Linked DNA regions of Mus musculus: all the other regions are linked to region 1. A link is a contact called in public Hi-C and HiChIP or PLAC-seq data. All regions are on one chromosome and are shown on one strand. The core of a region is the stretch at or near the end of the contact, and the rest is flanking DNA. Distances in the headings are between cores, read along the strand shown. Region 1 has its middle 140 kb from the start of Gm41423. Region 2 has its middle 21 kb from the start of Efcab1. Region 3 holds the start of Efcab1 (EF-hand calcium binding domain 1). Region 4 overlaps Gm33696 (a long non-coding RNA gene).

The links. Hi-C and Micro-C count contacts between places; a contact is called where the count stands out from the background. HiChIP or PLAC-seq counts read pairs in DNA pulled down with a chosen protein or histone mark.
Region 2: a contact with region 1 is called in an H3K27ac HiChIP or PLAC-seq map of embryonic fibroblasts, with 4 times the contacts expected there. The contact joins two enhancer-like sites. A contact is called at or near these places in 1 of 484 Hi-C or Micro-C datasets (uterus) and 3 of 115 datasets of contacts at active chromatin or transcription factors (astrocytes, embryonic fibroblasts and vascular smooth muscle cells).
Region 3: an H3K27ac HiChIP or PLAC-seq map of embryonic fibroblasts shows a contact between it and region 1, with 4 times the contacts expected there. The contact joins the promoter of Efcab1 here to the enhancer-like site in region 1. A contact is called at or near these places in 1 of 39 promoter capture datasets (pre-B cells), 1 of 484 Hi-C or Micro-C datasets (uterus), 2 of 115 datasets of contacts at active chromatin or transcription factors (astrocytes and embryonic fibroblasts) and 1 of 9 other capture datasets (adipose tissue).
Region 4: a Hi-C map of uterus shows a contact between it and region 1. The contact joins two enhancer-like sites. A contact is called at or near these places in 1 of 484 Hi-C or Micro-C datasets (uterus) and 2 of 115 datasets of contacts at active chromatin or transcription factors (astrocytes and vascular smooth muscle cells).

The regions. Positions count from the first base shown.
Region 1 is chr16:15,250,675-15,255,859 of GRCm38.p6, forward strand. No RefSeq gene overlaps it. Among named protein-coding and RNA genes, the nearest start is that of Gm41423, 140 kb to the left of the region's middle. Within about 2 kb of position 2,832, at least 63 of the 459 cell types and tissues checked have an H3K27ac peak or open chromatin away from gene starts, as enhancers often do. A contact at or near this core is called in embryonic fibroblasts and uterus, where this site is marked.
Region 2 is chr16:14,882,707-14,887,891 of GRCm38.p6, forward strand. No RefSeq gene overlaps it. Among named protein-coding and RNA genes, the nearest start is that of Efcab1, 21 kb to the right of the region's middle. Within about 2 kb of position 2,430, at least 41 of the 459 cell types and tissues checked have an H3K27ac peak or open chromatin away from gene starts, as enhancers often do. A contact at or near this core is called in embryonic fibroblasts, where this site is marked.
Region 3 is chr16:14,903,676-14,908,860 of GRCm38.p6, forward strand. It overlaps Efcab1 (EF-hand calcium binding domain 1), which reads left to right and starts at 2,971. Exons shown (of 6, transcript NM_025769.3): 1 at 2,971-3,137. The coding sequence starts at 3,080. The region is part of intron 2 of Gm33696 (a long non-coding RNA gene); the gene reads right to left.
Region 4 is chr16:14,933,628-14,938,812 of GRCm38.p6, forward strand. Gm33696 (a long non-coding RNA gene) reads right to left here. Exons shown (of 3, transcript XR_384708.4): 2 at 2,199-2,232. It also overlaps a transcript of Efcab1 not described here. Among named protein-coding and RNA genes, the nearest start is that of Gm33696, 4.7 kb to the right of the region's middle. Within about 2 kb of position 3,219, at least 20 of the 459 cell types and tissues checked have an H3K27ac peak or open chromatin away from gene starts, as enhancers often do. A contact at or near this core is called in uterus, where this site is marked.

The sequences.
Region 1 (5,185 bases), core at 1,582-4,081:
AGGACAGGTTTAAAGAAAAATTTAAAAAATTAGGATATAAGTTAAAATTTTAGCATCACAATATATCTACTTAGGTTGAAAATATGTTCTCTTGGTTCTGACTTCCCTGCCACACAATGTAATGTAAGCGGCTAAAAAATGCCCATAGCATCTGTAGCCCCTTTTTAGAATGCCACCCCTTTACTGTTAGGCCTTGGACTTTACAATGCCTAATTCTTAAGCCTGGAAAAGGGCATGCCCTGGGTGGGGCATACATGGAAAACCATGTGTTCCTCCAAGGTTTCTTTAAACTTGGTTCCAAGGATGCATCACTGTACTGGCTAGTTTTGTGTCAACTTGACACAGCTGGAGTTATCACAGAGAAAGAAGCTTCAGTTGAGGAAATGCCTCCATGAGATCCAACTGTAAGGCATTTTCTCAATTAGTGATCAAGGGGGAAAGGCCCCTTGTGAGTGGGACCATCTCTGGGCTGGTAGTCTTGGGTTCTATAAGAGAGCAGGCTGAGCAAGCCAGGAAAAGTAAGCCAGTAAAGAACATCCCTCCATGGCCTCTGCATCAGCTCCTGCTTCCTGACCTGTTTGAGTTCCAATCCTGACTTCCTTGTTGATGAACAGCAGTATGGAAGTATAAGCCAAATAAACCCTTTCCTCCCCAACTTGCTTCTTGGTCATGATGTTTGTGCAGGAATAGAAACCCTGACTAAGTCAATCACCAACTTGAATATCTGAGCTATGATCTGTGTGTGAAACATCCCACTCTAAAATCCACCACAAAATTAAGAAGCAAGGAGAAGAAAGCCCATAGCTCATGGAAAACTAGTTATGTTGCTTCTACTCTTGCTTACATATCTCAGGCTCCATGCTGGGCTATGGCATACACAGTAACACAGTAATATCCATTCCTTTTCTTCCCAAACTGAGTTTTGTCAGGTTCAGTTTTTGCTACACATTGCAGTTCATGTGTTTCTGGTGATAAAAGTGAAATAATTGATCTTATTAACTGATACAGAAACTGCCCCATAAGTTTATTGTGAAGCAGCAGAGGAAGATGGAGGAATAAATGTGGCATAGAATTTTTACTCTGTGGTTTTCATTTCCATAAACCTTAGATCCCAAGAATGCATGAGATATTTACATAAATCTTTCCACAGTTCCTGTGGCCTTTGGAAGCATAGCATTTGCATGACTTCACTACTGTGGCTGGTGTTCTCATTCTCAACAGCTTTGCTTGTATCAGGGAGGAGCCCTCACCCAGGCCCAGGCGTGTGCTCATGTGCATGGGGGGAGGGGAAAGATTTGTTACTTATCTTTCTCTTCCCTCATTCACCTTTTCGTAGCAAACTAAACCTTTTTTTCTACATTATAATGTGGTCATCTCTTCCTTGTAACTCCCCACTCCTTCCTAGGTCACTTATTTGGGGATGATGAAGAGGACACTAGCCAATAGAACCAAGGTTTCATCTGTCTTTGCCATGAGGACACTCAAGGATGATTTGACCCAGATGAGACAATTGTGAGTCAGTTAACAGTGACATAAATGAGATCCATATTTCTCCAGTAAGTCATATTTTTGTAACTGCCACAGTTTCTCCACTGGCTGGAACATTGGGGCATCTAGAGGTGTCCCCAGAGAAGTGCAGCCTTAGCACTAGGTCCTCCTGAGCCTGGGCTTGCTTGTATGAAGCTATGTGGGAAAGTGGAGTATCATCTCTGTCCTACATAAAGAAAAGGGTATAGCATTTATCATGGGCTCCAAGCCATGTGACACCTTTCTGAGACACAAATGAGCCACCGGCTATCAGACCCTCTCCTTGGTATCTTTCTCACATTCATATCTTTTTTCTTATTACTACAATTTTTATATTACCATCCACAAAATAAACTGATGTTATAATAATGCTGAGAATGAAAGTGATATAGTGGGTAAGTGTATAGACTTTTAGGAACAGAACTTATGTGGCAGGACAGATCTAGTCATTTTATCAACCTCACTCACTGCCTTTTCTTCTCCATGAGAAGCAGAGCACTTTAAAAGGAACACTAAATAGATCAGCGTAGCTCTGTATTTAAATCTTCTCTTCACTGTTTTGTTTTATTTTTATAAGAAGTTGTGCTCAGAACCTCCAACTGCTCCGTGCATCCGTTGCCTTATTAGGAATGGGAGTAGGGGGTGCTGCCAGCACCTTACAAGTAGTCTGTGAGGGTGGCATGTAATTGTGAGCAGTGCGTATGGGGCCTGGGTGGATCTCACAATGCTGGCAGAACCTGAGAGTAGTACCCCCCTAATGCAGGCAAACCCTGCTACCCTTCACATCTGTAAAGAGCAACCTGCAAAACATGCACTGGGTGTCATGTGCATACACAGCAGCCAGGCCAGCCTAGAGCGCTGAATGGAAGAGACTTTCAAGCCAAGGGAAACATGAGAATGTTTAGTTTTCATCAGGGAAAATAAAAAGAACCACCAGGATTGTCTGATGACTTCACACAGCTTGGCGTGGGAGGCCTTCAGTGGCTACAGGAGTTGGGCCTGGAAGCTCTGAGCAAGGACCCAGAAGCTCTGGCATGTTTATGTCAGTGAGAGGAGAGTCTCTGCTGATCCCAGTGAAGTGCAGCAAGCTCACCAAAATGCACTGTGGCACATTTCCAGGATCTTTGCATTATACTCATGAGGGAAATCTAGTTCAGTTTATGCTCTAACCGGAGGCAAAGCTTTTGCTACAAATAAATAGTCTGGAGGAAAAGCTTTGAATTCTTCTGGTCACTTAAGGGTTGAACATGAGGTCGCCAGCAGAATTCTCCCATAAGTCAAGGCTGTGTACCACTAGGTCACCAGTGATGACCATGTGTTGATGCCTATATATAGAACCCCCGAAAGTGACACTCATCTTTCCCACAGTCTATGGGCTACAGTTCTCTTTCCTTCCTTGTCTGCCACCCTAGGCATTTGGCAAGATTCTCATTTAACTTTGAAAATCAAGGCTAGAAAACTTTAGCAGATTTAATGTATCTATAAACTTCAGAATTATGCTTTTTAGCATATAGTTTTTAGTTTCAGTAGGGGGCAAGCCGGAGAAGGAAAAACACCAAAAATGTAATTCTATTTTGAAAATTCTAAACATCTTAATGGAATAATAGCACCTAATGTAGAGCTGTATTAGAGACCCTTTTCTGTGTGATCCAACACAGTTTTTTTGTTTTGTTTTGTTTTTTGTTTTTGTTTTGGTTTTGTTTTTTTTGCAAATTTATGGTTCTTTTCTATTAAACAGATAGACAGATACATGGATGTGTACATAATATAAACATTAAATGCAGTATTACAACCAGCTTCTACAGAACTCTTCATCAACTGTAGTCTGTTTTATAATAGGAATTATATATTCTGTATGAAGGACACACAATCCAGGTATTTATTTACAAGTTGTAAGCCTAGGTTGGACAGGTTTTGAGCTATTATAACTTACATCCCAGCCACATATCCCATGTTACTTGGTGTTTCTCCTGGGCACATGCACATGGTCCATCTTTTCTCATGGCTGCCTCCTCCTCTCTTTACCTCCTCTCTTATTTCCCCTTCTCCCTTTTCTCCTACTGTGACCCCCCAGCCAGGTAACTTAAAACCCACCTATCTCTATTTCCTCCAGTAATTGGCTGTCACCAGTTTTATTTAACCAATAGTTTTAAATTAAGAAGCAAGGTTTGAACAACAAAAGCTGGTATACATGAGAATTTGCTCCTTTTGGGGTAACCAGATCTTGGGGTATAGAATTTAGTATTTGAACACAGCAGCACCAGAGCAACCCCAACGGTGTTTGGAGTTAAGTGAGGAGTGTATTAAAACAATATCATTACATACTTCAAATAACATAAAAACTTGCAGAAATCCTTGGGAATTTTCCTTTTGATAGCAATTGAGGGCATTTATTCTGCCTATCCAAGGCAGCAGCTCAGTACCAATTACTATTTGTATGTTTGTGGACTTGAAACTTAAATTTCTGCCTAATGATGGTTTTCTCCATAATTACTGGCCTCAACTGGACCCTGGCATTTGAATTTAAACAACTTGAAAGAAACTTTCATTTAAACCAACAAAGTACAAGATAATGCCCAGCAAAGCAAAACTTATAACTTTAGTGGGGAACACTGTGTGTTTCGAAATCCTCCACTGGCTCTCGCCACTACTTCTGGTCTCATGGCTATAAATCTAGCTGACTGTGTGGTCACATGGTATTTCCTCCACTATAATCTTTTTCTATTTGTGTTCAGATAAGCACAGTGATATACTTTTTTTTTCACATTTGTATTTTATTTTTTTTCCATTTTTTATTAGGTATTTAGCTCATTTACATTTCCAATGCTATACCAAAAGTCCCCCATACCCACCCACCCCCACTCCCCTACCCACCCACTCCCCCTTTTTGGCCCTGGCTTTCCCCTGTACTGGGGCATATAAAGTTTGCAAGTCCAATGGGCCTCTCTTTCCAGTGATGGCCGACTAGGCCATCTTTTGATACATATGCAGCTAGAGACAAGAGCTCCGGGGTACTGGTTAGTTCATAATGTTGTTCCACCTATAGGGTTGCAGATCCCTTTAGCTCCTTGGGTACTTTCTCTAGCTCCTCCATTGGGAGCCCTGTGATCCATCCATTAGCTGACTGTGAGCATCCACTTCTGTGTTTGTTAGGCCCCGGCATAGTCTCACAAGAGACAGCTACATCTGGGTCCTTTCGATAAAATCTTGCTAGTGTATGCAATGGTGTCAGGGTTTGGATGCTGATTATGGGGTGGATCCCTGGATATGGCAGTCTCTACATGGTCCATCCTTTCATCTCAGCTCCAAACTTTGTCTCTGTAACTCCTTCCATGGGTGTTTTGTTCCCACTTCTAAGGAGGGGCATAGTGTCCACACTTCAGTCTTCATTTTTCTTGAGTTTCATGTGTTTAGGAAATTGTATCTTATATCTTGGGTATCCTAGGTTTTGGGCTAATATCCACTTATCAGTGAGTACATGATACCTTGGTCATGGAAGGAATAAAGAAAGAAATTAAAGACTTTTTAGAGTTTAATGAAAATGAAGCCACAACGTACCCAAACCTATGGGACACAATGAAAGCATTTCTAAGAGGGAAACTCATAGCTCTGAGTGCCTCCAAGAAGAAACGGGAGAGAGCACATACTAGCAGCTTGA
Region 2 (5,185 bases), core at 1,180-3,679, 370 kb before region 1:
TGGGCATTTATCCAGAAGATGCCCCAACTGGTAAGAAGGACACATGCTCCACTATGTTCATAGCAGCCTTATTTATAATAGCCAGAAGCTGGAAAGAACCCAGATGCCCCTCAACAGAGGAATGGATACAGAAAATGTGGTACATTTACACAATGGAGTAGTACTCAGATATTAAAAAGAATGAATTTATGAAGTTCCTAGGCAAATGGTTGGTCCTGGAGGGCATCATCCTGAGTGAGGTAACCCAATCACAAAAGAACTCAAATGATATGTACTCACTGATAAGTGGATATTAGTCCAGGAACTTAGAATACCCAAGATATAAATTACAATTTGCAAAACACATGAAACCCAAGAAGAACGAAGACCAGTGTTGACACTTTGCCCCTTCTTAGCATTTGGAACAAAACACCCATGGAAGGAGTTACAGAGACAAGGTTTGGAGCTGTTACGAAAGGATGGACCATCTAGAGACTGCCATATCCAGGGATCCACCCCATAATCAGCCTCCAAACGCTGACACCATTGCATACACTACCAAGATTTTGCTGAAAGGACCCAGATATAGTTGTCTCTTGTGAGACTATGCCGGGGCCTAGCAAACACAGAAGTGGATGCTCACAGTCATCTATTGGATGGATCACAGAGCCCCCAATGGAGGAGCTAGAGAAAGCACCCAAGGAGCTAAAGGGATCTGCAACCCTAAAGGTGGAACAACAATATGAACTAACCAGTACCCCCTGCCCCCACCGAGCTTGTGTCTCTAGCTGCATATGAATCAGAAAATGGCCTAGTTGGCCATCAGTGGAAAGAGAGTCCCATTGGTCATGCAAACTTTATATGCCTAAGTACAGGGGAACGACAGGGCCAAGAAGTGGGAGTGGGTAGGTGGGGGAGTTGGTGGGGGAGCGGGTGGGGGACTTTTGGGATAGCATTGGAAATGTAAATGAAATAAATACCTAATTAAAAAAAAAGAAAAAAAAAGAAATGGTACTTTGGGGATATTGGCAATGCAGAAATATCAAATGTTCACCAACTGAGAGCGCCTTGAAGCATGGTGATTTGAAGACAGGACTCCAAAGAGGAGGAACAGACTAAGGTGTCAGAGTGTTCAGAGTCGACTTCATTCCCAAGTTTATACTGAATGCTGAGAAGAGTTCTAAGTTCCTGCTGTTCTTAGAACTCTGTGGGCTCTGTGGGCAATTGCAGAGTGGGTACAGAGTTGGGGGCTGGGAGCCGGATCAGGAGTCTTTCACCTCTGATCTTTTCACATCCATGGAGTCCATGTGTGCTTGACTCCAGTGTTCAGTTTTGTCCTCTCCACTCTAATCCACTCCATTTTTCATAAACGAGAGTCAGAAGAGTTAGAAACCCCTAATTTCAACTAGACTATTAATGACTGACATTTTCAAAACCCAGAAATATGACTGGTAGCAAGAAGGACCAATAAGTCCCAGCAATTCTTCTGTATCCACCCCTCACAGTATTGGAGTTACATGCCTGGCATTTTTACATAGGTCCTGGAATCTGAACTCAGATTCATGTTTATTCAGCAAGTGCTCTTAGCCCCTAAGCATGTTCTCTCCACTCTAACCCACACCATCTCTCATAAACTGAGAGTCAGAGGAGTCAGAAGACCCTAATTTTAAATAGACTATTAAAGACTTAGACATCCTCACAACCTAGAAATATGGCTGGCATCAAGAAGGAGCAGTAGAGGTGGTAGAGTTCTCCATGCAGATAATAAGGGCAACTCTTACTGGTTAAACCCGGTAATCGAAGAAGGACAAGGTGTGTGTGTATTCACAGATCTTCCTAAAAGCTCCAAACACCATAAAACTAGCCCCAGAGTAACATTCAGACACTAGCTTTTATAACTCTTTATTACTCACACCTTTCTTCCATCCTCAGTTCTGCAGATGCATTCCACTCCCATGAGCATGAGCCTCTGCAGCTTAGGATGACTAAGGACCAATGGCCTTCACCACCTATTGTGTGTATCTTGCACTCTCCTATGCCCTCCTAGGACCCCATTGCTAACATCCAGAAGTATGTCTATTTAGTGAATCTAAACCCAACAAAGTTGGCAGTGGTTATAAGTCTCAGAGTTGAAGTTAATATGGAGATATCCATATTCACAGAAACTATAATAGGATGGCCTTATCCTGACCATATGCAGTAGTCTTTGATGTGGCCTTTGGAGCCATATCTCCGCAGTTGCATAGTGTAAAATAGGATTTTTATCTTTAAATAATATCTACAAGTGTTCTAAAAATGAAAAGACAGTTACAAGTAGCAAGTCAAAGCTAAATTCTTGCTATGTATTTTGTTTCTAAAACCATGAGAAAAATGGAAAATGCTTTTAAGAGTTCCTGTGGTTAATGTGGTCAATGGTTTAGGCACATCTTAGTTTTCTGACGAAAGAGCAAAAAAATGTGCAGTCAAAGCTCAGAGGACATAGTAGTACTCAAATATGTTTTCTCTGTCTTCTCCTAGATGATGATGACATAAACTTTTGACTTTGTAAAGTCAGGAGCAAAACACAGATGGAAAAGGAAGAGGCCTTCTTACATAAAAAATGGACTTACTTAAGCACCATTCTTTAGGTAAGGTGTCTGCCTCTGGCTCCTAGGGGACCTGTGACTACTCACACCAGGTCTTGAAGGAGTCATGTCGGGCAGCAGAAGGTGGGACAAGTTATGTATTATCAGACCCTGTATCATCAGAGAAAAACTTGTCCCCACCTACTTGCCTACCAAGTCATCAAGCCATTAAAGGCTGAAAAGAAAGTGAAATATGACTCATTCAAGCTGAATATAACTCATACAGGGGATTGCCTGGTGTTCAGGGTGATGCCATTTACTGTAACCTGTTGGGACTAGGCCTGTCTGTCAGGCAGCTGTCTACCTTTGCCTTGGACAGGCATCAAGGAGACATGCCAGGCACACTCCAGCTTCATCTGCCACAGGGTGACTCAGACTTTTTTACCTGAGCCTCACCCTCTGACCCCTCCCAGCCCCTGTGCTCTGCTTCTTCACAACTCAGAATGCAAACAACTTGCTTAGAGCAAAGACAGGAGCAGGGGCAGGAAGGACAGCAAACAAAGGGAGGGGAAGACCAGGTACCAGGTAGTCTGAGAATTCTTAGAGCCATTCTTAGAGTATGTAAATATTTCTGTTATATGCCCTCAAGTCTAAATCACATGTCAAAAAAGGAAACAAATTTCTTCCCTTCTCCCTCTTCCTCTTCCCTTTTTTATTTTCCTTTCCCTTCTTCCTTTTTCTGGTATTTTCTTAGTGAATACTGGATGAGTGCTTACAGTATGCTTTTTCAACAACAAACTCTGAGCCAATTCTCAGGACGCATGAAAGCAGCCACTACACTGCAATGTGATGGCAATGTGAAGGGCAGTCAACCCTATGTGAGAAAAGAAGTGGTCCAGGACAGTGTCCTGAGATCTGAACCTACACAGACTGAGCACATAGCTGAGTAACTGTGTTTAGTAAATGAGGAAAAGAATAACAGAGTATGAAAAGAAGCCGAGTGTGTTCTTTGCACAACCACTGATCTAGGTATGGAGGTGTGGCAGGAAACAAAGTAAATCTTACCTTCAGCTTAAGTGGCTTTGACAGACATGGTACTTGGAGTCACTTTACAACTACCACAGAAATTAATTCTCAGAGCTGCTAGAAGTGGAATCATGAAGTATATTTTATTTAAGGTCTAACTTCATCATCATGCCTTTGAAGTCTTATTTTATGACTAACAATTTTTTATTCATTATACTTAGCTAAAATCTGGCTTATTTCCAAAATTTTATTTTATTTTATTTTTTCTCTTATGGATAAAATTACTAAGCATATTCTTATTCTGGAATTTTTATTTTTTCATTACTCTTGAGATGTACAATGATTGTTTTGAAGCAACTGTGCATTTATCTCATAAGAAGCTTTCATTGTTTTGTGAAGCCCTTGGACTGCTTTATACGCCCATCATCCTTCTTAACTTTGTCATATGCTAGTGGTACAGAATGGTGGCTTCTTGTTCTCTTGTTACAATTTTCTGCAATCATAGGGTTTTTACATTTGCATGCCATTTTTGGACTCTATAGTAAAATTTATTTGTTTGCTCTTTCATATACATGTAGTTAATTAAAACAAAACAAAAATCAAGTTTTAGGTTGGAGAGATGACTTAGTGGTTAAGAGCATTGTCTGTTCTTCCAGAGGTTCTGAGTTCAATTTCCAGCAACCACAGGGTGGCTCACAACCATCTATACTGGCATCTGATGTCCTCCTCTAGCTTGCAGGTATACATGCAAATAGAGCATTCATATACATACATAAATAAATAAATCTTAAAAACTATACAAAAATTCTCTTTCAGATTTAATGTAGATGAAATCCTGTTCTGTGTGAGTGTATTTGTGTACATTGAATGTGTGTGAGTCTGTATTTGTGTGAGCCTGTGTGCATGTGTATGTATGTATATATGCACATATGTTTCCTTTTGAACTTAGAACTTCTCATTTCTTCTTAAAAAGTCTTTACCAACTAAAAGACTAATATATTATTAGTCGGGGTTTTCTAGAGTAAGAGAACTCATAAAACTAAATGCACAGTTGCTTCAAAACAACCATTCTACATCCCAAGATGAATGGAATAATAAAAGACCAGAACAAGAATAATTTTAGCAAATTTATCCACAAAAGAGAATGTATTAGAAAGACTGAAAGTCTGTGGTTCAGATAATCCAACTGTGGCTGCTAATGAGCAGAATGTCCAAAAATCCAGTAGTTTTTCAGTCCATAAGGCCAGATGCCTCATGATATGCTGGAATTCTGGTGTAAGGGAAGGAACAGAACTGCTAATGATACTAGAGCAATCAGGCAAAGAGCAAAGCTTCCTTCTTCCATGTCCTTACACAGGCTTCCAGCAAAAAGCATGGGATGATCAGAGGTTGGTCTTTTCAGCTCAAAAGATTTGTATTAAAAGTGTGTCTTTTAATACAAATCTGGATTAGAAGTAGATCTGGATTAGAAGTAGATCTTCCCACTTCAAATTAGGCAAAAATCTCTCAAGGGGTGACACTCTATTTTGGGGTTTTAGGTAATTCCAGATGTAGTCAAATTGACAATCAAGAATAGCCATCACAATTCCACCCCCGTCAGTATGAACCACAGTCAT
Region 3 (5,185 bases), core at 1,721-4,220, 350 kb before region 1:
GCTTGGCCAGAGTGTAGGGACCATGCTGTCTCTCAGAGAGAAGAGCCAGTAATCCCCGTGCTGCATACTCATGAACATAGGCCAAGACCACAGTGAACATGCCACACCTTCGTCTTCTATGAATTTATCAGGGTTGGACAGATAATGTTCTCTACATAGCAAAACAGAACATTGGCCATATTGTGTCATCTTCTGTACTAAAAGCATACACTTAAGAATAAAAAAAAAACAGTATGACAGTGAAGAACTGGATTCACAGTTGAGCTGGTGCACACTTTCAGTTCATAGTGAGAAACTGGAGTCATAGCGGAGCTGTGGTTGCTCTGTGGTCATGAATCTAGCAACACAATGAGATTCTCACCCAATCATGAACTTGGCGCTACTGACAGAGCACTCACAATTTTCTGTGTCATTTCCCCTTCCCAAATGAGAGCAGCTGTCATCTCAATATCAATTACAGAATTCTATTCCTGCTACTTTTTGGATAGAAGAACTCAGGACATCCAGGTTTAGTAGTACTCTTGCTTTCTAACAGAATGTTTGACTACTCAAACCTCTCCCTGTTCTCCCAAAAGAAACATGTCCTTTTCCAAACCTGTTCTGGTTTGAACCTGAAATGCCCCCTCTGGCTTGTGATTTGAACACTCAGTTCTCAACTGTTTTGAAGGCTGGAGAGTAGCAACCCAAAGTTCCCACTGCTGCATCAGCCACAAGGGCTCCACCATGTCAGATGAAACCCTCTGAACAGTCTCGACAAAGAAACAGGAAAAAGAAAGAATGCAGTCTGAGCAAACCATGAGGAATTAGCCAGTAAGCAATACCCATCCATGACTTCTGCACAAGCTCCTGCCTCCAGGTTCCTGCCCTGCTTGAGTTCCTGTCCTGACTTTCTTCAATGATAGACTACAAATGTACCCTTTCCTCCCCTTTCCCCAAAGAAATAGAAAGGACTGAGTGAATAACTGTGAGGTGACAAACACCGTAACTAAAATGTAACAATTAGTGGAAGGAATCCATTCAGAAGAAGCTCAATGGAATTGTCAGCAACAGCTGTGGACGTTCTGGATATAATCAGGCAACAAATGATCCCTGACTTAAATCTCCTACCTCTGCAATAGCCAACTCAAAATTCATCATGAATTTAATTTATGGACTTAAAATGCAAAACCATATAGATTTAAAAAAAAATCCAATCTTGCCCAAGATGTGAGTGAATATTTGAGCAGACAGAATACATGGAAGATGCCATAACGGTGAAGACAGCCCTACTTGATCAGCTAAGGATGCAAGTTAAAACTCATGATGTCAACACATACCCATTAGAATGGTTGTGTTTGCTTTAAAAGCTGAACAAACAAAAACAGTGAGGGCACCAAGTACAGACAGCGATGAGGAGACACTAGGCTGTGGCCTCACAATGTTCAGACTCTCTGGAAAGCAATCTCACAATTTCTAAATTGCAATCATACAGCTGCCATATGTACTAGCAATCCTAGGTGCTCATTCCAGAGAACTTAACTCTCATTCATATGAGAAATGGTCTATAGTATCTTCCCTGTTAAGAGCTTAAAACTGAAGGCTGAAGGTCTTCAGTGCATGGGTGTATAAACAGAATATGGCACATATAAATCATGGAATACTATTCAGCAATAAAAAGGCAAAATTTCCTGGATGGATTTGCAGAAAATTATACTGATGGAAAGGACTCTCAGTAGGTTATATTCTGTGTGGCTGATGTCTTATTACCATTTCAAAATTATAAAATTAGACAATTATAAATTTGAGTGATTTCAAGAGACTAGGGAAGGGTTTTCAATAGAAGAACTAGGTGTGGCTGCAAACTGACCACTTGAAGGATTCCGCATCATGGAAAAATTCTCCAATTTGTCTCCATGGCAACTTCTGGGCTGTTATGTCAGTCTATGTAGTTTGGAAAGTTGTTACTGTTAGCATTTTATCTAGGCTCCGCCCCATAGTTACCTGGCAACAGCCAGGTGTGCCTGACTCACTATAAAAGGGGCTGCTTGCCCCCTCCTTTCTCTCTCTTGCCTTCTTGCTTCTGCTCTGTCCTCTTGTCCCTTACCCTCTTTCTCCCCATTCCCTTCCCCCTCTCTCTCCATGTGCTCATGGCCAATCTCTACTCCTCTCTTTCTCCTCTTCCTCCTCCTCCTCCTCCCCTCCTCCTCTTCCTTCTCCTCCTCCTTCCTCTCTTCTCTCTCTCTCTCTCTCTCTCTCTCTCTCTCTCTCTCTCTCTCTCTGCCTTTCTCTGCCTCTACAACCCTCGCAACTCCCCTCCTTATGCCCTAAATAAACTCTATTTTATACAAAACAACAAAAAGAGTATGTATCTTTAATTAACGAACTTAAAATATGACATTGGCCTTTTGCAAATTTGACTGAAAACTCCCACTCCAAAGAAGGAGGGGGGAGAGACAGAGAGAGAGACAGAGAGAGACAGAGACACAGAGAGATCTACTTTCTGAGTAACACAGTTCAAACCGTAATTGTTCAGATTCCCTTCTGATAATTGCTTTAATTACACACCTATTTCCCTCCAGCATCCCCACAGATCTTGAAAACCTGAATCGCTCTTGTGCTCATCATACAAAACATCTATCCAGCTTGCACACCTTACTCTTCTGATTATGATGTAGTCTTGAGGGGCTGTGAACAGAAATGATGGTGTGACAAGTGAAAATAGAAATTTCCAACATGGCAAACAATACAGTCTGCAAAGTGTCAGGCTGAAACGCTGCAACTGGGACTAAATGCAGGCACAGTGTCTGTGCTGGGCAGTCAGGACTGGCAGGCTTTACTGAGCTGACCAAGAGGCCCCCTGACAGGAGCCAATCAGTGTCCCACCCAGCCGTTGCCATGGCTGCTCTATGTACAGAGGCCGCTTTCACCTGAGGCGTTGCCATGGCCACACTGTCTGTTAGGGCCGCAAATGCGCAAATGCGCAAATGCGCAGAGCCAAGCTGGCTGCACCAAGCTCCCTCAGCCTGGGGCTCCGGAGCCGGAGCGTCCTGGCACTCTGCTCCAGATGACACTCTAAGATCTAATATTATTAACACCCATCATGAACAGAAAGAAGCTGCAGAAGTTGACGGACACCTTAACTAAAAATTGCAAGCACTGTAAGTAAGAACTGAATGCAAGAGTTCCTATGACTTCTGGGCCAGATCTCTTTCTACCCAGTCTCTACTTCCTGCTTCCACCAGTAATGGCCCCTCCACGCTCCTCCTCAAGAGGATCGGAAAGAGAATCCCTTTGTGGAGTTCCAACTCCTTGGGAGGCATCCATCCTACCCTTTTATAACTGGGACAAGTTCCAAGCTGCCCGAGCTCCCTCATAGACATTCACTAAATTCAAAGATCTCTTTATTTGCTTTTAAGTTAGAGAAGCAATATGGTGTGTATCTGGGAGGCATGTGGCTTCAGCTTTAGACAGGTTGAAAAGGATGCCCCAGAAAAACACCAGAATCAAGAAAGCAGCAGAGCCTTTACTTACTTTCTGGCTCTTTCTAGAGAGGAAAAAACAAAAACAACAAAAGAAAACAAAACGCTCTGAGGTCTAAGCTCTGGAAGTGTGATAAGAGATCCATAAAGAAAACAGTCGTGCATGCATCCTGAACACTTTTAAGAAAGAGACTTGCGGTGGTACAGACACTGTCTTCCGTAGAGGCATTTCATTGAAAAGTATATTGCTCAGCAAATCTAAGACGGTAAAGAATCTGTTCCCAGTTTTAGATGCTCAATTTCCAATTCCCAATCAGGTCCATAGGTAAAGGAGATCTTGCAGGTGACCACACATGAGAGCATTGTACTCAGACAGAAAAACAGCTGTTCTTGAGCTGAGAAGCAGTGTGTGGATCATTGAGATGAGGGCAGTATTGTTTGATGTGTGAATTTAGAAGCTATGTGATGGTCGAAGAGATACTGGTCACAATGAAAATGGAGAGGTCACATCTTCAAACCAGCTCCATTGTGTGAAGGTGTGGATGTGAACTTCTAATGTAGCTCTGGAGGTTTCTGGCCTAGCACCTTTATATCATTTGTATCTGATACAATGTGTGAGAATTGATGTCACGGGGGTAGTGCCCCAACTGAAAACTATGATATACTATTATACTGTGAGCATCTTAAAATTCTCAGAAAATGGCAGTCATTTAAGGTGTTTATAAATTTGATAAGAAATTGTGTTCTTTTGTGGTTTTCCTGAAATGCTTCCATTTCTGGGAGAATATATGCTATTTTGAAAATGAGTAAAAACATTTCCAATGAATACTCACAACATTAATAACTGGCACACACAATGTTTATTTGATTAAGTCTGCTTCATAAGTACACAATTCTTCACTAACAGTGACAACAACTCAAAAATAATGAAGTAAGGGTGTTTTCCCTATTTCCAAGAGCCATACACCGTCTAATACAAAATTCAATGCCAGGCTTGAGAAACCTCCAGTTGAGTTATTGACTAGGGGAATACAAGAGATTCCCAAGACAATATGGGCCTCAGCTGTTCCCTTTGTCTTCCAGAGCTTGAAAGTGAGATCCTATTGCTGAAGATGTCATACACTCAAGAGACAGAATTCCTAGAAATTGAGCTGGAGCTGGCCTGGAAACCTCCCTGAGGCCTAGCTCTTATATCTTAAAGTGTTGTGCAAGCGGCCAAGGGAGAGGAGCAACCAATCAGTGGACCTAGCCAGAGAAAGGCCCATGAGCCAGGAAAATGACTGGACAGGCACACGATCCACAGTGGTGGCACTTTTATCTTTCAAGTAACCACCAGCTGTTTAATTGGACATAGTAGGAGAGGCCTCATGTCTGGTACTATAAACCTAGCCAACTAACCATGGCTGGAAGGATCATGAACCTTAGACTAGAACCTACAATTGCCATTTTCCTAAACCAGTATAATTTCTAACTATATTCTAAATAATTACTCTTGTAGCCACAAATAAGTAGTTCTCACTCTGCATCAAGTAAGTCTCTTTTTTCAACAGTTAGTGACTATTTCAAAGATCTACAATGTGTCATGATACAAAGAATAAGGGACCATGAGGTACCTAAGCCCAATTGATAGATGTACAACACATCTATCAATCTCTGAGTCTTATTTCTAAGACTCAGAAAAAAATCAAAGAAGAGGGAGAAGAAAGATTTTAAGAGTCAGGAAACCA
Region 4 (5,185 bases), core at 1,969-4,468, 320 kb before region 1:
GACCCAAGGTGGGAAAGTGCAAGCTAAGTCTATTAGGCCATAGCTTCTTAAATTTAGTGTCACACCATGTATGATGTCTTGTAACTGAACAGTGAATTACAAAAAATAGCAACAGTGAAAATTCATCAGTCAGCTTATACCTACAGTGTGTCCAGACTTTTCAGAAAGGGCTTGGCCTTGTGCCACACAGCTCTAGTGCAGCCTTTGTTGCTACTCTTCTTCCCCCCGCACGCTTACTCAGTGTATATCCTCAAATTGCACAGTGACCCTGAACATTTCTTCAACTACCTCACCTTCATTTGGGAGACCATTAAGCATTAGGGATTGCATACTTTTTACTACATATACCAACATCTCAGCTCTTATAGAAGCATGTGGTTTAATTATGGCAAAGACATTAAATCCTTTTCACATCATTTCTCTGTGTATAGATATCAAGTTAGGATACCTCTGGAATGTATTGTGCTACAACATTCCATCTTAAAACTTCTATTCGCATTGTTGATTTGAATTTCATAAAAATATCAAATGGATTTGAGGTTGGGATTAAGACAGAATTGGCAACAATTTCTGAAATAGTCCTAAATATGTTTCTGCTATCTTTTATACTATGTATGTATGCATGCATATATGAATGCAAAGACGTATTCTTGGCATTGATTATAAAAATCAAAACATAGATCAACTCCAAAAACAGTGAAGGTATTCAGCCACCATTCCTTATGTAAAAACAAGAAAGCGTCTCCATATCAGTAGTAAATGCATATGCTTTCATAGTTTATAAAGGACAAAACTATATATGTGCCAACAAACTATTTTAAAAATAAATTTATGAAAGCCGGGCATGGTGGTGCACACCTTTAATCCCAGCACTTGGGAGGCAGAGGCAGGCGGATTTCTGAGTTCGAGGCCAGCCTGGTCTACAAAGTAAGTTCCAGGACAGCCAGGGTTATACAGAGAAACCCTGTCTCAAAAAACCAAAATTAATTAATTAATTAATTAATTAATTGATTGATTGATTTATGGTTTACCAGACAATATTTGATTCCATATATGTTTTATAACATTTATAAAATTTAATTTCTAAATATTTTTCAGATTAAGAGGGTTGTGAATGGGAAGTGAAACCCTGTGCTAGTCCACATAAACTCTCTGCAGTCACATGGCTAAGATGGCTGCTGCAAACATTTATGCAAGGAGAGCTGTTATAGAATCACAGCTAATCCCTATGGACCACACAGAAACAAAGTTATACTTTTATGTATAATCACAAGAAATGAATATGAGCAGGAGTGAGGGCAGGCAAGCATGAGAAAGATCATTCAATACTGAGAAAAGAGGTCACTATGAATCTTCCCTGCTTAGGTATTGCTAGGAAAGAGAACAATGAGCTTTCCCTGAGGAAAGGACAGTTCTGATGGCAGGAAAGAGTCAGGGGCTTCTAGATCACAGCAGTGTCCCCATGAGACACAGAGCCAAGCTCCATTCTCTAGAATGGCAGTGAACGGAACAGTGGTTTGGGGCTTCAGCTCCTTTCAGATGCTTCTCAACTAACAAGTGGCTAGTAGAGCAAAATTAGTTTGGAAGTAAGAACAAAATAATTTTATGTTTGGAGTCACTCCAACATGAGGAACTGTATAAAAGATCACAGGATGAGAAAAGTTGAAAACTGTTTGATTCAACCAAATGTGCCCATCAGGTGGACAGAAGTCCTGTAATGCCTCTTACTGGCACATGCATGCTTACCTGTGGAATTCTGCATGGAAACCTTGGGAGCTACAACAGGGAGTGCTCAAGACATGCACTAATCCCCTCAACATGTCACTACATCTGCATTCATTTGCCTCCTACAGAAAAGGACAACCCTCTCTGGCCCAGTAATTTGTGGCTTGCTGTGTACCTAAGACTGTCATTTAGTCCATCAGGAAAATTTTCCTCCCTCTAATACACATTGCCTTTTGTTTATTCTGCCTCCATTTTTCTCTTCTTACCCCACTCTGCCCCAATTAGATGACTCCCACCACTGGCACATAGTCCACTTCCCAAGGGCTTGTTAGGTGAAGGGGCATTGGGATATGGAAGAAGGATACAGTTCTTCCTCTTCCCCCTCATTCAGGAAATGCTTGTCATCTATCCTCCCTCTTTGCAGTGCCAAAGTTCATTGGTGGCATGGATGAGTAAACATAAGAGCCAATCACCAGTGAAGCAGGTATGATCTTCTTCAACAGACTTCTGTGGAAACATGAATGCCTACCAGTGAAAGTTCAAGAAGACTCTAGGCTGCTGCCACAAAAATATTCCTAATATGCACATTACTGTTGATCAGGAAAGTTAGGGACACCTGTCCCCTCATTCATGGTGGAACTTTTATTGCTGAGTGCTGACTGACAGACAAATCACAGGAACACATTTAGTGCATGCTATCAAAAGCAAGCCTCACTAATGATTCAGTGATATAGAAACTCAGAGAATGAGAACCAGTATGCCCTCTGCTATTACCCAGTACCTGCATGGGAGTGGTATAATGACTACTCACTTCTTAGCATTTCCCCATCTCTCAATAAACTCACTTGTAGACAGCAACTGGAGGCTGCCCAACAATACCCTGTTGTTTATATAGAAAATGTGCATGCTTCTAAGCTGCACATCCCTATTCAGCTGGCTCATCACTTTTCAAGATCTGTCCAGTATAAGCAAACACCAGCCCACAACATGAGATTGATTTGCTGAATGATGTATGATAATCAGGAAAGGACATTGACTGAAGCCAATGGAATCATGGCAAGAAGTGTCCTACCCTGTCCATGGCATCAAGAAACAGGCAAAAAGCTGCTGCTTTTCTATTCCTTTTGTGGGTGCACATTTAGAAAACATCAGGTGGCTGGTAAGACAAGCTGGCCTCTAGGCTGTTAGCAGGGCACAGGAGGTGGAATGGAGCAGCAGGATGTGAAGCAGGCCAGGGCCTGTAGCAAGTCCCAGGTATGTGCTGAGAGGCAGGCACTGGCCCGCAGCAGGTGCAACACAGCCAGTGCCCAGCGGCCTCAGGAAAGGAAAACCTGCAGGTGCAGTCAGGACATGCCCTGAGCCTCCCCAGCCACGCGATTTTTTGAATAGCTGTCCTATCCTCATTGTCTGTCTGCAAGATTATGGTTTGCAGTGGGAGGAGATGCAAGAGAAGGAGTGGCTTGGTGGAGTCTCCAGTTCTAGAGGCTTTGATGACACACAGGCTGCTGCAGAAATTCAGGATGTCTGAGGGGGTAGAGCAGCCTGGAGGTCTGAGGGTGAGTATGTGTTAGATAACTGTGCTGAAGAAGGGGTGACCGTGGATATGCTGGCAAGCCTCCAGGCGACCCCTTGTCACCAGGGAGAATACTTCTCTTTCATGACATCATAGACGTTTGCTTTCCAAAAAGGGCTTTGATCCCAGGCCAATGTCTAGTATGTCTCTCATTGGCTTTGTGAGAAAGTGGAAAACAGCACTCAAACAAGCAAAGCTTTCAAAAATAGATGTAAACTTGCACATCCTCATCAGGGTGGCTTCTTGTTCTGAAGACTTCAGTAGCACTGAATGGGGGACAGGGCATGGGATCTCTGGGGGAAGCTCTGTGTCGCACTCTTGCTTTACTTTCTATTTTCTTCTTTTATTTTCCTTCTCTCAAAAAGAGATACATGAAAGCATATCCAGCCCTATTCAGTGCTGTTTCCTGTGGTCTGACACAGAGGAGATGGTCTGTATTTGCTGAAGAGCAGAGCAGAGCAGGCTTGGATCCTGAAGCATATCAAGATGGAAAAGATCACTCCATATCAGATCTCAGTTGAGTTCTTGTGTTCAGGCTATACTATGTTGATTCTCAGGAAAGCTGATGGGACGTGACTTTGAACACAACATAAATCAAGGGGCCAGATCTGTTCCTCAAAGTGTCACCCCATGCATCCCTGAAGGCCTGTGACATAGCACATGGGATCAACAAAAGGAATCAGAGGTTTTACTCCATCCACAACTCCATGGCTTTAAGGAGCTTCCTGTTCACTTGGGACATCAGAATTTGAAATACTCCTGAGAAAGCCTAAGAGGTCAACCCTGGACTGTACTGTGTCTAAAACTGGAATACACATTCCTTTTCCTGGAGGAAGAGCCAATTTGATGTCTGTCTTCAGGCACTATGTGTCTGGGTAAGTTAATCCAAGAGAGCCCAACTTTCTGAAAGGAAGACACCTAACCATACTACAAATGACAGGACATTTAGTTTGTTGTAAATATGTACCGGACATAGTGCCACAAGCTACAACAGTCAACTAAGAAATAACTGTAAGACTGCCTCACGGAAACTGACCAAGGGGTCACACAAGAATGAGCTGATTCTCTCAGTTCTTACTATAGCACAAGAGCGAGGGTTTTCAAAACTCCTTGCTGATCACACATTCTCAGCTAAAGAGAATTCTAGTACTCCAATCAACCGGTTGTAAAATTGCATGATTAAAGTGACTTAGGCTGAGACAGTTTTTCCTTCTTTAGAAATTTTACATACAGGTGGTGCTGCAGTCTTGGAAAGGGTGTCAGAGCAGGCTGATGCTTCTGAAAGGTGGCTAGCTACCCACTTCTGTGACATCCTGAGAAGCTTCTAGGGTTTTACTTCTTTCAGCTCACTTCAGCCATTACATTTGAACATTTGGCCTCACCACACATCAATATATCTTATACCTCCTTAAAATGGGCTTCCTTCTGCCCACAAAACTCCAACTTTACCTCTTCATCAAATCTCTCTTCCTTTATGATAACATCTTGATCTCTGCTAAGAAGGCAGAAGTCCCCTGCCCAAGCATTTCTTCCACATTAAAAAGTTTTACACTACTTATCTATGAATATTGCTAAGATCCCAGATACAATCACCTTATTGTCTAGTATATGATAATCACTATTCAAGGGACATCAATAACAAGTATGCCCAAACCAAACTCAGACTTTAGAGGCTCTGAAGAACCACAGGACACCTTTGGATTTCAGCTGCCCTTACCATGTAAGGAATAGACATCCACAGAGATAATCTATTGTGTACTGACTTCATAGTGTACAATGCAAAGCTAGTGTGACATGAACTGGAGGCATTTCTTTTTATTTCAGTCTTGGGTTTTTAAACCTTGATCATGATTTCTTGGATTCTATGTCTCAAACTCAGTCTCCCTT